2 separate regions of the Ovis aries genome follow, and region 2 is linked to region 1. The links are chromatin contacts, called in public Hi-C maps. All regions are on one chromosome and are shown on one strand. Each heading gives the region's core, a stretch centred on a gene start, on an enhancer-like site or on the middle of the called end of the contact. The rest is flanking DNA. Distances are from core to core; before and after follow the strand shown. Region 1 overlaps KAT6A (lysine acetyltransferase 6A). Region 2 overlaps IKBKB (inhibitor of nuclear factor kappa B kinase subunit beta).

Region 1 (5,429 bases), core at 2,149-4,648:
TACAACTAGGGCTGAGTCTCTTTCCATCAGCAGGAAACACTTTGTCAAAGAGACATAAAGTATCTCACAAGCATTTTACTTATATCTATGAATCACAAAAACCAGAGTTGAAAATGGAATTTATGATAAGACAAAGCAGAGAGGACTAATGATTTTTTTGAAGAAAGTGTAAGCATATGATAATATGGAAGTCCAAACAACAGGCAACTATATCTCAAGTAAATACCTTTCAGGGAACACGTGTCAAAAGAATAAAATAACAGTTTTAAGCTGTATTCTTCTGACTTGGGCACTTGTTTGCTTGCAAAATATTATAAAACTTTGTGAGGTTTTCGATAAACCAGAGGCTCTAACAGCTTTAAGCCCCTCAAAGGTGATGAGTTGTGATATAATCAACATGACCTAATAGAATTTCACTTCTTCAAGAAATAAATATTTCAAAGTATTATATAAGTCAAGTATTTTGCCCTCTAGTTACAGGGCTGGCAAAAATTGGTAAATGGACACCTTTACCCTCATGGATGCGTAAACACTGAAAACAGAGGAAACTAATACTAAAGCCACACCACATAAGAACGTCATGAGACTGTCCCATCCTTAGGGCCACAGCTCTCCACTCAAGCCAGCCCAGAGGGGAAGATGCAAGCTATTCTTTCACTTCAATAAAGTAGGTTAAAAGGCGCTTTCACTACCCTGCCCCTTATCGCCAGCTTGATTTCGGAAAGTGTCTCTTACCTTTTGGCATCCGAGTGAGTGGCGGATCACAACATTCCATGTGAAAACCCCGGTCACAGGAATCACAAAAGAGCATGTTATCCTAAAGCAGAGAAAGAACAGCTCTGCTCAGTCACATGAAACAGAAACATAGTAGGGTCATGACTTTACGAAACCTAGGGGGCTCGTTTCCACAGAGGAGATGAGTTACCTAGTAATAAAAGTTCCCTTAATCTGTAGTAGTTGAGGAAACGCACAGCCTGAGTTAGCAAAAAGTTTTGCTTCATCCATCTTTAACAAGGAACTAAGGCTTCATTACTTCTAAAAAAAATGTGCGTCCAGTAGCCAGATACAAGATAACGTTTTTAGTCTGTTTTAATAAAAGAGAGAGGAAGATGACTGTAATTAATACAACTGATCATTCCTAAATGAATACCTCCATAAGACTCAAATTTCGCCAAGTATTTCTTTAAAGTAGCTAGTCTCTCTGCAAACATACAATTAAAGTGCTTTAGTAACTACCAAGAAATCTGGGAATTCCCTCGCAGTCCCGGGGCGAGGACTCTGCGCTTCTACGGCTGGGGGACCCAGGTTCGATCCTCGTCAAGGAACTAAGATCCCATAAGCTGCAGTGTTTGGCCAAAAAAAACTGGGGAGTGGGGTAGAAAACTGCCTAGAAATTATTCAAGAATTATTCAATACTTGCTCATTCATCACTCAGCAAGTTCTCTAAACGAATGATGTGAACTTTAAGAGGCTACTGTTCTAAATTCTGCTAAACCAAGTGACTGAAAATAATCAAACATACACAGAAGAAAATGCCAGCTGTGCACGCTACTTCTAAATGGAATATTCACAATGGAAGGCAAAGCTACTCACTGCATTTTTGCCTTGATCTCGACAGGAGCTGCACGTCTTACACTCGATGCACTGCCACCGCAAGGCCTTCACTCGAACCGTCAGCTCGGGGGAAAACTTCAGACAGGATGGATGACCTAACGAAAGGTGAAAAGCGGCAAACGGAACAATCAAGAATCGCTCTGCAACTGTATGAAAGAAATGCTGTAGAAAAAAGGGAATCATCTTAAATCAAAACATCAAGGAAAACAAGGAGCTCCGGGAAGCCTGCCACACGCGCCTCACCAGGACCTGACACTCCAGTTCAGTTTTATGAGCGCTACATACACCAGCCCCTCCCAATTTGATTTTTTAAAAAACCTGAAAAACTCCAAACTTGTATTAAGGCTGCATGAATTAAAGTACTGTGTGTGCGCACATGGTCCTATGTATATGAACGCATGATGTGCCTGGGCCATTTCTGGAAGAATAAACACAAAAACTGTTTACAACTGTAACATCCTAGGATGCAGCGCTATAAATATTTTTCAGGAAAGGGATTTTACATTTCACTTTATACCCTTCTGTGCTCACATTTTTTAAACAATAATGTGTTACGTTTATAACTAATAAATAAATTTTTAAAATCCCATCATTTAAAAGCGAGTTATGTGCTCATGACTTAAGGCACTCAAGATAAAACTAACCCTAAGCAATATTTCCACTGTGATCAGAATTAACAGTAACAGGAAAAAAAAGGTTCCTCTCTCAAGAGTTACAATCAGTTTGATTCTCAAAAACAGGATAGCCAATTTGCTCGTAAAGATTTATGTTTCCTCTAAAAACTGGTTATGTTTATTTTTCTTCAGTGAGAGAAAGGGTTGGTTAAATTATCTTTCTGTTTTCTATCAATAAACTTTCTTTTTTAAGAGATAATAAATTTATCATCGAAACATCACTAACATCCAAGAAAAATGGCAGAAGTGTAAAAAGATCGCATCTGTAATCTCATCATCCCAGAAGAGCTATTTTCATGTTCTACTTTTCCTTTCTAAACTAACTAAAGCCCTTGAATGGTTTTAATTATAGGATATGTGCAGCTTTGCTCTGCTTTTCATTATTTTACTCAAGCAAACTTTATATTTACATTCCTTAAACTGATTATACTCCAGAGTTGACACACTAGAACCTACCTGATCATCTGCCTGTTGTAAATATTTACACAATTAACCCATAACAGTTATTAGAATACTAAAATGAATTATTTCATGATTACAGATTCTTTCCTTCTTTTAAGTTAATTCCTTAGAATAAATTCCTAAAAGAGGAATTGGCAAGCGAAATGAAATAAACATTTCTATAGCTTGAGAGGTAGATCTGCCCTGCCAAAACATGCTCCAAGCCCTACGATGTAATATCCAGTGACATCAGCAGCGTACAAACCTTTTACCACAATTTTATCAGCTCCAGTTTGGGCTCTCTTATCTTTCAAGTTTTATAAAAGCTATAAAATAACACTTCACTGCTACTTTGGTGGGTCTTCCTATTATTATTTGGGGAAAACATTTTTAATGTGCTCAACTCTTAATTTCTGTCACATAAATGGCCTATTCATCTCCTTTGCCCCTTGGACTTTAAAAATGTAAATGCGTTCTTTGTACTTCATAGCTTTTGGCCCTTTGCCAAATGTTTAACACAATTATTTTTCTCAAACAATTCTTACTGTTTAAAATTTGGGGTACTTTAGCTTTCAATGTGGAAAATGCCCAACTTTCATGCACTTGACCGTATCCATGGTCTTCCTTGGTTACTGTGACAGCCATGCAGCCCTCCTGGCAACACCGCCGGCTCACACCCTGTGAGTCCTCTCTGCACCAAACAGGACGCTGCTGCAGCGGCCACCTGCCTGCTAAGGTCAGAGTGAAAGCCGCTGCCATTCCACCGGGCTCTTTCTCTCCGGTGGGCCACCTCTGGCCCGGGAATCAGGCCTCAAGGCCCGTCCAGAGCTTGCCTCTTCAGCCCTTCCAACAATCTTACAAAAACCTTATTCTGGTATCGAATTCCTCTCCTCTTGAAGCATGTAGTGTTTTCTGCTTTCTGGACTAAATCCTGTTTGATACTGGTATAACACACTGAATATCAAGCCAATGATCAAAGATACTACAAAGCTTCATTAGTTCTTAAAATGTAGACAAAGAATGTCTCTGAAATTAACAAATTAGGAGACTCTGAAAAATCTTTTTTAGAGCCCAAAATTTCACACAGCTCACTAAATTGCAGTCAACACTCTGTTTCTCAATGTGACATATGTAAGTTTATGTCAAAAAAAAAAAAAATCTGTTATCCTGGTTCTATTCACGAAGGCTGAGGCATAAATCAAGGGTGAGTAGTGATTATTAAAGAAACCAGCAATAACTTCCAACTGACTGCTATGATTTGAACAGATGCTGGATAGTCAAATATAAAGACTAACAGAAAAAAATAAAAAAAGACTAACTGAAACAAAAAGAAGTCTATGGAACACTTCTTATAAAAAAACAGCTACTAAGACCTGATTTAAGTTAACTGAATCAAACATTTCAAGTATACATTTAAACTCTTCCCTCATCTAGAAGCTCATCTCAGGTCCCTAAAACCAGAATCAAATGCAAATGTGACTCTCTTAAGGATCAAGCGTACAATTTCCAGCTAAACATGCTCTTGCCTGACAAACCCCGTGAGACCGCACGCACAGAGAGGGTCACCTACCACTGTTGCCGCAGTCCGCACAGGAGATGAGTTCCTCTGGCTTCTTTTCTCGGTTTTGCTCTTTTGTGCCAAGACAGAAACTACAGATGGGGATGGGTTCAGCAACCGGCTGCAAAGAAAAACACAATTCACTCAGTACTGGGGCTTTTCTTTAGTGTTAACATAAAGACAGTAGAAGCACAATTTAAATTCCTTTAAGAGTTGCATATGACTTTGGCACAAATGTATACCCCTCCGAAATTTCCAACTCACAAAGTAGGTGGGTTTTTACAAATGGTCCTGACACTGGCAACTTTGGTCTAAAAACTCATACCCCAATCAGTTGGTCACTTAGAAACTAAATGACCCAATATGGGTTAAGCAAAGTAATCAACTACCTAAGAATGAAAAATTCAACTAAATTAAGTACAAGAATCATAGTATTAGCCTTTACAAGGCATGTGATGTAAGAGAAAAATAATAACAATCATAATGAAAAGCAGGTCATTAGCGCAACGAGACAAACAGAGCTCTGTGCAAATGGGAAAAATACATTCCAATGTGGTCTGGAAGAGACGGGCTGAATGAGCAAGACAACACATATTAAGTGCCAGTACTTAATACATGGGTGTTATGGTAATCTAACAAGCTTCTCCAAAGACAACAGATAGTAACTGTTAAAAGCAGGTTTAAACCTCAGTCTCTAGGTTCCTCCACAGCAGTGGATGGAGAGAAGGGCAGTACAGGCAGTGTAACCAAGGTGAGCTTCGATGTACAGTCTGCCAAGGCTAGTACTTTAAAGATAGAGTTTCTGTGATAAGCGGGGGGGGGGGGGGGGGGCGGCGCGTGAGGGGACAAGAGAGAAAGAGGCTAGATCAGTTCTTTAAGACTGCCACTGAATGTCTTATAAAGAAGCTGGACTTCACTCTGCAGAAAAGAACAAGAAGTTACTGAACCAAGAGACGATCACCTGTACTTGAGAAAAATAGCCCTGTATCAATAAAAAAGGCAGACTGGGGAAAAGGGAATGGAAATGCAGAACCAGCTACGGGCTCAGAAAGCGACCAGCAGTGGAAGTAACAGAAAAGGAAATGAATTAAACATGACACGACCCAGCAAGGGAACAACAACAACTTAACTGAAAAGGTGGT
Region 2 (5,467 bases), core at 2,942-5,441, 260 kb after region 1:
GCTTCCAGCTCCCACCCTTTCTTCTTCTTATTTGGTCTAAATATTGTGGCTCTATTTGAGTCCCCAATTCATCCAAGAAATACTGATCACCTGTAGTTTTTCCTTTTTATGTTTTATTTTTTTTGAGGGGCGGGGGTGCCACACTGCACATGCATATATTTAAGGGTTTTTAAAAAATTATTTATCCATTTTAATTGGAGGATAATTGCTGTACAGTAGTGTGATGGTTTTTGCCGCACATCAGTATGAATCAGCCACAGGCATACACGTGTCCCCCGCATCCTGAGTCCCCCGCCCACCTGCCTGCCTCCCCACCCCATCCTTCCAGGTTGTCCCAGGGCGCTGGCTCTGGGTGCCCTGCTTCATACATCAAACTCGCACTTAAATATATTTCTTTCTTATACTAAGAAAGCCACTTCGCTTGGAACCCAGTGCTTCCCAAACCTATCTTTCCTGGAAGCTCTTCCTCTCTTCCTGCAGACATGCTGCGAGTGTTGTTTTAGAGTTTAGGAGGAAGGCGGACATGGCCCTGATACACAGATAGTGAAGCGATTGGAGGGATGATAAGGACTGCTAAGGGAGAGAGAGCATGGGGCGTGGCGACATGCTAGGAGGGCCTGGTGCTGCCTGCACGTCCAGGGACTTGGGGGCGAAGAGGGAGTTCCAGGCGGTGGGGCAGCAGGAGGCACCCGGGAGGCATGGCCGGAACCAGAGAAGGAGGAGGCCATCTCGGGTTGAGGCTGGAGAGGAAGGTGGGGGACAGGTCATTCAGAGCCTCTCTGGTTGCGTTAGAGACTCCAGACTTGATCCTGAAACCTCTGGAGGGACTGTGAAGGGTCTTAGGCGTGAGAGGAACCAGGTTTACCTTTGGAAGAGACCACACTTGGCACAATGTGGAGGGTGAGTTGCAGGCAGTGGGCGAGTGGTATAGCGGCCGTTGGGGTGGGCTAGTCTGAGCTGGTGGGCAGCCATCAGGATGTGGAGGACGGCTCAAGAAGTGCCTGAGAGAGGGGCCTCTACAGGGAGCTTAGGACTCCGCACTTTTACCACCAAGGGCCAGAGTTTGATACCTGGTCAGGGAACTAAGATCCCACAAGCCACGCAGTGTGGCAAAAAAACCACAAGCAAACAAATAACAACAACAAAAAACACAAGGCCTGGAACAGGCTCAGCAGGACTTAGTGATAGATTGCATGCAAATGATGACCAGGAAATGTAGGCTGAATAACGGAGTCTGCAGTTCATAAAAGAAAAAGGAAAGAAAGTTGAAAGCCACTGGGCTCCATGGGCTTAAACAGGCTACCTGGGTCTTACATAAAAAAGAGAAAAAGCAGTCACTGAGGTCCTTGTGAGCGCGTCCACACTTCCCATTAACCCCCGCTGGGCAGTGGACGTGGTCCTTTTATCCCCTGCTCTGGGGGGGTAGAGGTTTCAGGGTGGGGACCTGGGGCTGTGACTCAGCACCTTTGCCCACGGAGTAGGTCCTGGGGGTCCTGCCCTGTGTCCTCTGGACCCCTTGTTGGCTCAGTGGCAATGAATGCAGGGCCCAAGCTCTGATGATTTGCGGGGCCAGAACTTCTGTCCAGAACCAGACACAGAGGCCGACCTGATCGTCCCACACGTTTCATCTTGGCTTGTGGTCCTTCGTGTCCTGCCTGCGCACCTCCGCTCCTCAGGGTCCTTTCTGGCACGTCTGCTCTCGGGCATCCCGAGCCGGCCACACCCCACCTGTGCTGGGAAGCTTCCTGTCACCCCAGGTTGACTGCTTGGGGAGCTGGCCTTTCCTGCTCGACTGTGACATTCTGTCCCATCAGGGACCGTGGACCTCGTTAGGGGGCTGGCCGGCATTCGTTGCATACACTATGCCTGGGTGTGTGTGGCCTGGATCACTTCCCCTGTGGTCCTGCACGGTGCCTGGGAGAAGGGTGCACAGCACACCTCAGCCCCCCCTCGCCCCTGCCGCAGGCCCTTGTTTCAGCCCCGGGATGGGATGAGATCAGAGAGTCTAGGTTCCACTGCCTGATTCGTGGCCACCTCCTCCCTCAGCGTGGGGTCCGGGGAGCGTGTGCAGGCCCGGATGCCAGGTGCCCTCAACATGGTGGCCCTCAGCGCAGGGTCCGGGGAGCGTGGGGCAGGCCCGGGCGCCCCCGCCATGGTGGCCTCTCAGTGCGGGGTCCGGGGAGTATGGGGCAGGCCCGGGCGCCCCCGCCGTGACAGCCCCTCTACGGCTCAGCTCGAGCGTGCCCCCCACCTCACAGGCCCCCGAGCTGCTGGAGCAGCAGAAGTACACGGTGACGGTGGACTACTGGAGCTTCGGCACCTTGGCCTTCGAGTGCATCACTGGCTTCCGGCCATTCCTGCCCAACTGGCAGCCAGTGCAGTGGTGAGTGAGCCGTGGGCCCGCCCCCCGGGAGGGTGTCCCCCGCCTTTGCCAGACAGCACCTCACCTTCCCGGTCTCGTGGGGTGCCCCAGGCCAGGCCTGAGACCCCTGTGACCTGTCACCCCGAGGAAGTCCTGTGGGGACCCGGCGTGAGCACAGCCTGAGCTCCAAGAGCCCTGGATTCTGAACCTTAACAGCCTTAAATCCAGTCCGTGTAAATGACTGCTCTGCGCAGGGCAGGAAGCCAGTGTGTTTACAGAGTGTGTGTGTGTGTGTGTGTGTGTGTGTGTGGTGGTAAACAAAAGGAATGTTCACATGACAAATAATGAGACGTATGTATGTGAAAGTTTATTGCTGACAAATCTTACTGCGCCTCAGTATAGTTTTTTTTTTTTTTTTTATATATGGTGGTATACCCGCTTCAGGGCTGTTCTCTCATATCATCCCACCCTCGCCTTCTCCCACGTAGTCCAATGGTCTGTTCTTGATATCTGTGTTTCTTTCGCTGCTTTGCAAATAGAATCATTGTTACCATCGTTGTAAATTCCATATATATGTGTTAATATACTGTATTGATAAAAGAATGAAACCAGAACACTTTCCAATACCATACACAAAAATAAACTCAAAGTGGATTAAAGTTCTAAACATAAGACCAGAAACTATGAAATTTGGTTTTAAAAGCATCAGACAGTGAACCAAGTACACTGCCGAAAAGATACTTTCTAATAAGGAATATGATCAAGGTTTTAAAAACTACTCTGTATTTTTAAACTTTTCTTCTAATTGTAATACTAATATGTGGTTCATTATATACATAAAAGTTAATCATTACTGAAACGCATCATTTAAAAGTTAGTGTTCCCTTGAACCAATTAGGGTTCATTCACAGTGATTCCTTGAGGGACCACACGCTAACTGAAGCAATAGTGCCATTGTCCAGAATTCTTTACCTCCAGTCTTAGTGTTTGGAGCAGCTCTAAGTTCACGGGATTCATCCTTTAGAAAGCAGAAGAGGGAAAGGTCATCCCTCGCCACCTGCTTGGTTCCCCCCGACCCACAGACGCCTGGCACTGTTGGCTTTGGGTCCACCTCGGGGATGTTTTGTACACCCACAAGTGAGCGGGCATGTATCTGCCCGCTGGCTCTTTGGTGGATTTCACCCCTTCTCAGCTCGGTGATGACGTCGCAGGCACGCCGCCCTGTGAGTGCTCCTCCAGGGTTTTACACTGAGAATTTCCTCCCGCCGCCGCTAACATTCCTCCGTCTCCAGACTCTTCTTCTGTGTGTCTGTGTTTGTTCAAAAAACAAAGTGGGTTACCATATGTACTCTCATAGAACCTGCCTTTCACACTTAACTAAAACAGCTCCGGGAAATCCCGGTCCATCCACAGTTATTTCCCTGGGATAAGTTCCTAGAAATGGGATCAACCTACCAGATCGTGCACATGTTCAAGGGTTTTGGTTTGTACTAACAACGTGCTCCACAGAAAGGTTGTATAAATAGCATCTCCAGCAGGAACATGCAAAGGTCCTCTCCCCCTGCCCCCTTTGTGGGGCAGCTCTGGCTGATGTCACGTTTCTCAGTATCTTCCTGGAAGTACCAAAAACACAGGCTCTCTCAAAGGACACAGGTACTGACATCATGAGAATGTTTATTTGTGAGACCAAGACGTAGTCTTTGAAATCCGTTCAAGAAGAGTAGCTTTCTGTGACGCAGTCCAGTTCGGTCACTGTTTACACACCAGACACAGGAAAGGATGAACCAGGCTCGGTCTCCGTGCCCGAGGGGCCTGGTGACGTGGCGGAGGGCGCCCTCCCGTGGAGACTTACGGTAGCACAAGCAGCGCCCTGAGCTGGGCTCCGCCGCGCTGACTTAGCTCCTTGCGTTAACAATCAGACCGCTTCAAACTGTACACGCGTCGTGTTTTTAACTTGCCAAGGGATGACTGCAGTTCTGTTCAAATGTTGAGCGTTTCCATTATTTATAGCAAGGTGAATCAGAATCCATCAGAACTAGAGGAAATGCCATTTGAAACCATCCCTGATGGCCCTGCTGTCTGCAGAGCCAGCCTCCCTCACGTTGCTGGGAGGCCAGGTGACCACTTCCAAGCACGCATCTCTGAAACCCGAGAGTCTGTGAGACGTGCCTGTCTGGTCTGCCTGTAATGCCTTAGGCAACGTCAACAATTTCACTCTCGTCTCAAACGGCAGATAGATAGTAATTTCAGAACAAATGCAATTTGAGCTTTATTATCCTATCATAAAGCTGCTTTGAAGGACCAGTCTTGAAAATACATTTTAGGACCAGCCTAAGCAGTAAGCGTTTCACTCACTGTGTCCTTTCATTTATCCGTGTAATTTCCCGTGGACAGACCTGAGTTTCTGTAGAGCACCATCCCACCGCGTGTGATGACAGTGTGGCTTCCGGCTGGCAGGTTCGAGCCACACCCTGGCTCTTCAGGCTCCGTGTGCTCCACGTGGGTCAGTTTACCCCCCCTGCCAATGAGGCTTCAGGCTAAAGCATTTTCCATCTGAATCTCTAACGTCTTTCTGGAAAGGAAGGATGCGGACATTCAGACAGAGTAGCAGGAGCGGCTGGGCCTGGCTCCAAGCCCCTGGTTCCGTCTTTCTCTAGTGGTGTGACTTCGGGCAGGCCATTTCCTCACCTGGTGAGGGTGGGGGATGGGGGGCTGAAAACTGCCTACCCCACAGAGGTCTCGGGTAGAGAAGGGTGCATTCACTGTCAGCGCTTGATTCTCTGCGAAGCGTTGTTCAGACTCCTGTCATCACCCTTGTCGCTGAGAATATGTGAGGCCAGTTTAAAATCTTTTTTCCTTAAACACTATTTCAGATACGTCTAAAGGGTCTCCTAGTTGGAAAACGTTAGCACTTCACTTGCCTTCAGAAGTCAGGCATAGCCATTGCATTTAGAGGGAAGTGCGTGGTGTGTGCAGGTGGTACATGAAGGGACCGTGGTGCAGACGTCCTGTCTTCATTCTCTGTGTTAGATGGAAAGTAAAAGAACAAGCCGGATGGGCCGGGGTGAGGTCAGGAGACAGCGGTACAAGCCCGCGGGTTCCTGA

The links. A called contact is a pair of places that touch in the nucleus more often than the background predicts.
Region 2: a Hi-C map of hypothalamus shows a contact between it and region 1, with 2.0 times the contacts expected there. The contact joins two enhancer-like sites. A contact is called at or near these places in 6 of 16 Hi-C or Micro-C datasets (blood, hypothalamus, liver and 1 more).

Annotation. Positions count from the first base shown.
Region 1 is chr26:36,230,008-36,235,436 of ARS-UI_Ramb_v3.0, forward strand. KAT6A (lysine acetyltransferase 6A) reads right to left here. Exons shown (of 17, transcript XM_027962617.2): 3 at 4,300-4,408; 4 at 1,594-1,709; 5 at 736-817. Among named protein-coding and RNA genes, the nearest start is that of KAT6A, 54 kb to the right of the region's middle. Within about 2 kb of position 3,399, at least 3 of the 54 cell types and tissues checked have an H3K27ac peak or open chromatin away from gene starts, as enhancers often do. A contact at or near this core is called in hypothalamus, where this site is marked.
Region 2 is chr26:36,486,775-36,492,241 of ARS-UI_Ramb_v3.0, forward strand. It overlaps IKBKB (inhibitor of nuclear factor kappa B kinase subunit beta), which reads left to right. Exons shown (of 22, transcript XM_042241397.2): 8 at 2,259-2,383. Among named protein-coding and RNA genes, the nearest start is that of TRNAE-UUC, 13 kb to the right of the region's middle. Within about 2 kb of position 4,192, at least 9 of the 54 cell types and tissues checked have an H3K27ac peak or open chromatin away from gene starts, as enhancers often do. A contact at or near this core is called in hypothalamus, where this site is marked.